Regions from separate parts of the Triticum aestivum genome. Here region 1 is linked to region 2. The links are chromatin contacts, called in public Hi-C maps. All regions are on one chromosome and are shown on one strand. Each heading gives the region's core, a stretch centred on a gene start, on an enhancer-like site or on the middle of the called end of the contact. The rest is flanking DNA. Distances are from core to core; before and after follow the strand shown. Region 1 holds the start of LOC123079658 (zinc finger CCCH domain-containing protein 11). Region 2 holds the start of LOC123079655 (nuclear transcription factor Y subunit B-2).

The links. A called contact is a pair of places that touch in the nucleus more often than the background predicts.
Region 1: a contact with region 2 is called in a Hi-C map of leaf, with 3 times the contacts expected there. The contact joins the promoter of LOC123079658 here to the promoter of LOC123079655 in region 2. A contact is called at or near these places in 2 of 5 Hi-C or Micro-C datasets (both in leaf).

Annotation. Positions count from the first base shown.
Region 1 is chr3D:459,885,024-459,888,332 of IWGSC CS RefSeq v2.1, reverse strand. LOC123079658 (zinc finger CCCH domain-containing protein 11) reads right to left here and starts at 1,609. Exons shown (of 8, transcript XM_044502460.1): 1 at 1,275-1,609; 2 at 1,081-1,165; 3 at 603-743; 4 at 421-518. The coding sequence starts at 1,451.
Region 2 is chr3D:459,446,457-459,449,282 of IWGSC CS RefSeq v2.1, reverse strand. LOC123079655 (nuclear transcription factor Y subunit B-2) reads left to right here and starts at 1,275. Exons shown (of 8, transcript XM_044502457.1): 1 at 1,275-1,564; 2 at 1,652-1,855; 3 at 2,008-2,137; 4 at 2,268-2,273; 5 at 2,807-2,826. The coding sequence starts at 1,287. LOC123079656 (40S ribosomal protein S23) reads left to right here. Exons shown (of 4, transcript XM_044502458.1): 3 at 1-35; 4 at 113-421. The coding sequence ends at 253.

The DNA.
Region 1 (3,309 bases), core at 360-2,859, 440 kb before region 2:
CTAGTCCTTGGACTCATAATCCATGGGCTCTAGCAACTAAAATAACTACTAATTGATGTGATTGGCCAAAAGAAATTGCATCTGCATCCAGATTAAAGAAAATCAACTGGAAATCATATACAGCAGAAATATGGCTTATTGGCATCACAGGAAAATACATGATAATAGGTGTAAAAAGCATTACTGCTTTATATTTGAAATGCATATATTCCTCCTAAAATAAGAGCGCAAAACATGAATTGAAGACAAAATATAAATAGTAAAATAGAACCAATATAGTATTATCTAGCTCAAATATTACCAACGAGAACATTAGTAAAATTATTTATTCTTTTAGAGCAAAATGAAAGTTGAAAGTGACACATCATATAATGAGAAATGCTTGAAAAATGTGTATAACAGTTTTGGAATAGTGCATACAATATCAGTAGGTTTATTCTGCTGGTACTCTGCGTTTTTTGATGCAATAACTTTCTCAAGGGTCTCCTGATCCCAGTCATCCATTGTATCTTCTTCCTCTGTACATGACAGAAGAACATGTGAATTTCTACCGAGAAAATTGAGTGACTCCAAAACGAAAGAAGTAACAATCATTTATTTACCTCCATCGCGCTTGTCGCTGTAAATATCAATCTTCTCACCCTTCCTTTGGACATTCAGGTCGTGTGAGAACTTGCATTTAAAACCCTTCTGACATTGTCCAACCTTGAAGAACTCGCAAAGTATCGACTTGGGGTCGACACCTGCACAATAGCACACAACCAAAGCATGAGCATTTATCACAAGAATAGCAATCTTTTGAACGAACTGCCAGTACCAAAATATCCTAATGAAACATTGCAATTTCCGTTTGCAATCTGCGGGACTTGAAAGAGCTAACATGTTTACACAGAAAGAACTGACCAAACCCTTCCTACATTAGAACAAATCAACACCAGTCACCAGTATTACCAGAAGCACTTCCATACTGCCGTATACACCACAATATCAATTCACAACAACTTCATATCCACAGCAAGGGATTCTTGATAAATCCACTAGAAGAGACCTATACACGGTGACAAGGGGAGGAGGCCATACCAACGGGGACCTTGGGCTGGCTGACGGCGACCTTGAATAGATCGTTGAGCTCCTTCTCGCGCGCCTTCTCCTCCTCCTTCTTCTTCTGCGCATCCGCATCCGCATCCACGAACAAGAAGAAGGAAAAAAACATCAGAAGAGCAAAGCAATCGGATGAGGGAATTGACAGCTTCGATCTGAGTGTTCCCCCGTGCCTTGGCGGCGGTCTTGGTCGGGTCGGGCTTGGGCTGGACGGACTGGTGCAGCGACTGGACGTACTTCTGGACGTTCTTGCTCTTGTTCTTGTTCTTGAGCCCGAAGGTCTTGTCCTCCACGACCTTCTGCTTCTTCGCTACGTCGGCCTTCGACGCCGCCGCCTTCTTCGGGGGCATCTTGCTCTGCTCCTCCTTCTAGCTCGGGTCCGATTGGGGTGGGATTCGGGCGGCGGGAAGAGGACGCCGCGAGGGAAGGGGAGGCGAGGGTTTCCTGGGTTTGGAGCTGGGAGGAGGAAGGGGGGGCGGAGGTGGAGGCGGAGGCGAGGAAGAAAGTTCTAGAGATGGGGAGTGGTCTCGTGGAGATGTGGAAAACCGAGGTTGGGCGATGGGCCTCTAGTCAGGCTTTCAGCCGGTTGGGTTGGGCCATGATCCGGTAAGGATTCTCAGTGTTGAAGCAGGGCCTAATCAGGCACAGTGGGCTCTGAACGAGAATTTGGGCCCATGACAATATGTTGAGGGCTACCCCGCGACAATGTGTTGTCTCAAAAAAAAAAAAAACGTGACAATATGTTGAGGCAATCCATCCTCGTTTCCGATAATCCTTCAGTCGCTGGAAAGATGAGCACCAAAATTGGAATTATGAACTTGTTTATTATGAACACATGCAACGGTCTGATGTGGATATGATCCTTAATATCCCATTGAGCATACGTAATCCGGTTGATGAATGAGCCTGCCATTGATGAGAGACGTGATGTGTGTTCAGTCAGATCAGTATACCTTCTTGTGGAAAACGATAAAAAAAAGGAGAATTGTTTGAAAATAGAATTGCATAGTCAAACACTAGTGCTACTCGCAGGGATTAAAACACTAGTGCTACTCGCAGGGATTAGGCTGGGCTTTGGAAACTGAATGTCCCTGATGTAAGGGCATTTTTATCCCTTAGTTGGTTTTGGTGATTGATGACAATACTTTTGCGGACTAATCATGTGCATCGAATATTTCAGATATATTGACTAGGCACAAGATGATTTGGTTCCCCTCGAAGGCTATGGAAGACGGCGTTTCTCTTCGTTTCTTTTCGGTGGTATTGAGTCGTAGGGAAGCCGTACTATTAAGAGGGGGTCCGCGTTGGAAAGGTTGGGTGGATTCATCACGTACACATCTTCCTTTGCACCTCCTTTCCTCTAGCCTTTGGAGTATCCTATGTTTTCCTTGTCTATGCAAATATTGCTCTTGCTTGCTGAACTAGGGCGTGTGGTAGTACTGCTCCTTAGAGCGGTAGTACCGCAGGACCTTGCGGTAGTACCGCCCGCTGGTGCGGTAGTACTGTGGTATCTGACTTAGTTCCGCAAGTACGCGGCAGTAAGGGGCGGATGTAATTTTTTACATCCGCGCCTCGCGCGGTAGTACCGCTGCTGGCTTACGGTACTACCGCGTCGGGTTTTTGCATCGACTCCAACTCTGCGGAAGTAGCCACAGATGTAATTTTTTATATCCGTGCCTTCCCATCTCTGGACAGCCCCTGCCTTGCGGTAGTACCGCAAGGGGGAGCGGTAGTATCGCGCCAGCAGTACTACCGCCCTCTGCTTTAGTGCTTTTTAGGCTGACCTGGTCTCTGCTGCGTGGGCGGTAGTACCGCGGGGCCCTGCGGTAGTACCGCGTGCCCCTGCGGTAGTACCGCGCCTCAGGTACGGTAGTACCGCGTTGCGCAGGCTGAGTTGGTGGATAACGGTTGGATTTGTTCTTCCACTATATAAGGGGTGTCTTCCTCCTCTAGTTGACTATCTCTTCCACCTCCAAGCTCCATTGTTGCTCCAAGCTCCATTTTCGCCCGATCTCCTTCCCTAGCCAATCAAACTTGTTGATTCTCTAGGGATTGGTTGAGAAGGCCCCGATCTACACTTCCACCAAGAGAAATTTGAATCCCCCCACTAATCCCTGGTGGATCTTGTTACTCTTGGGTGTTTGAGCACCCTAGACGGTTGAGGTCACCGCGGAGCCATAGTCCATTGTGGTGAAGCTTCGTGGTATC
Region 2 (2,826 bases), core at 26-2,525:
CCAATGATGGTTGCCTGAACTTCATCGAGGAGAATGTATGTTCTCCATCATGGTACTTTTCAAATGTTTGCTCTGCTGTAGGTACTAAGTTTGTCTTTCACCTGTTGTCCAGGACGAGGTGCTGATCGCTGGATTCGGTCGTAAGGGACATGCTGTGGGAGATATTCCCGGTGTCCGGTTCAAGGTCGTCAAGGTGTCAGGTGTTTCTCTGCTTGCCCTCTTCAAAGAGAAGAAGGAGAAGCCCAGGTCTTAGATTGCCGTTGCATGGAGTAGACAGTATGTCGGGCCTTTAGATGTTGAAGGAGGATGGTACCTTTGTGTTTACAGCACTTTTAAGTTGATAACTTATGATCGTGTTGGTGAAAACTATGCCTTGTCACATTTTGCTCCTGTTATGGGAAAGTGCTACTGTTATGAGTTTTGTTCCCCAGTTTGAGATGAATTTCCCTTGTCCTGAAATTGCCCTGGGCATTGGTTGTGTATGTAGAATTTGGCCGTGTTTGTTTCAGCTTTAGGGACCGGATTCAAAGCTATATCTGAAACAAACAGTTGTTTTGAATCAGCTTTTGATTAGTTAGCCAAAATCTGATTTGGGTTTGCCAGCACAGGAATCCGCAGCTGATTCTGTAGAAGCTGGAGCCCAAACAAACAAGGTCCCATGCACCAAATCTCAACCTAATGTGGGAAGGTGTCTGTGTATTTCGCCGTGTTGAGCAGCCTAAAGAAGATAGAATGGAGGTGCGTGCTCCTTTGTTCTGAAGCTGCTATCGCTGAAGCCTATAGCGTAGCTGCCTAAAGAAGATAGAATGGAGGTGCGTGCTCCTTTGTTCTGAAGCTGCTATCGCTGAAGCCTATAGCGTAGCTGCAGGATTTGGTGATGGCGATTGAGAGCAGCAATTTAGGCAGACTGTAGATTTGATGATCGATTCGGAACATCCAGTTCAAGCATTGCCAAAGTAGTGCATGAAATAATTGGTTTTGCTATTCATAAAATTAACTTGTGGATGATGTATACATTATTTGATGATTGACATAGTTTGCAATAGGAAATTGTGTTAAAAAACGAAGATAGATCCTGCAATTTTTTTTTAGAAATTTTATGGTTTTTAGATATTTTTTGCGAATCAATTTTTTTATATTAGGCTTTTCGATGGGTGATTTTTAGGGGTATTTTTTTTAGATTAGATGAAAATTCGTGGTGAAGCCCAAGCAGCTTCTTTTTGTTTCGAGAACAGAGCCCCCAAAAAGCCCTCCGAACATCCCTCAACGAAAGAAGCCCATCTAACATGGTGCTAGAAGAAGCTCACCACGGCACTTTTAACCCCACGGGGTCCACCGGCAGGGTGAGGCCCCACCCGCAGCCTCCTCTCTTCTCTCTCTTCCCGACCGACGAACGGCCCGGATCCGTCGTCTTCCCCATCGCACCGGCCCGGGCCGCGTCGCCTTCTCCAGCGTCCGATCTCGCATTCCCCACCCCTCCTCGCAGCGCCAACCACCGTCTCCTCCTCCCCCCTCCCTTCTCTCCCCTCCGCTCCTCCCCCCCCGCGCGCGCGTTTTTTATAAGGTGCGTTTGATTTCGATCCCTACCCTCCCATCCCCTCTCGATCGCGCGCCGTGGATCCGTGTCCTGATTTGCTCGCGATGGATCTAGGGTTTCGGGGCGCGGGATGGCCGACGACGACAGCGGGAGCCCCCGGGGCGGCGGCGGGGTCAGGGAGCAGGACCGCTTCCTCCCCATCGCCAACATCAGCCGCATCATGAAGAAGGCCGTGCCGGCCAACGGCAAGATCGCCAAGGACGCCAAGGAGACCCTCCAGGAGTGCGTCTCCGAGTTCATCTCCTTCGTCACCAGCGAGTGAGTTGCCCGCCGCTAGCTGCTCGCTGCCACCGTCATCATGCCACCTGGCCTTCGAACCTCGGCCTCGAACGAACTCGGCCGGGCTGGTTTTGTTTGTCTTGGGTGGCCGGAGTTGTGACTTTTCGCTGTGGTTTGGTTTGGTTTGGTAGGGCCAGCGACAAGTGCCAGAAGGAGAAGCGCAAGACCATCAACGGGGACGATCTGCTCTGGGCCATGGCCACGCTCGGATTCGAGGAGTACGTAGACCCCCTCAAGATCTACCTGCAAAAGTACAGAGATGTAATCATGGCTCTTGCTCACTGTCAGTACTTGCTGCAAATGACAATAATTCTCTTGTTTTGTGTCATCATCTCACCTCGCTTCTTCTCTGTCTTCCTTGCAATTTTCTGGACGGGCGCGGTGATTGCAGATGGAGGTATGTGATCTTGTAATCAATTCGACATACATGATATTGATTCGCTGATACGTTTCATACCAATGCAAAACAAAATGCAGTTTCCTCTAAGTCCTAGTTTAAACATAACCACAAAAGGGTTAGATCCTGCCTACTTAGGCCACATAACCTGCGTTAGATCCTTTGAGCTGTGTCCCTTTAATCAGGTATATAGTTGTCACTTGATGTGAAATACACATGACCTATGTACTTTGAAGCTTGCAAGTTCCTCGCGTGAACACCTGAATAAAACCCGCATGCTTTCCAGTTTCATATACCGTGAAAGAAACTTAGTTGCATTCATGAAGGCTGTTCCAGCTTTCAAGCAATAAACTAGTTCTAACTTCTAAGCAAGGTTGCATGATTGCTCTCTAATACTTAAGTTGGTACATACTTCCCACTCATTTTGTTGGACTGCATTATGGCCTTGCAAGCTTCTGTTTCTATCTTGTGTGCTTTATGTGAACAGTATGTACTGAATATTAACGACTCTCTTGTCTATTACTTTCCTGTAGGGTGATAGTAAATTGACCTC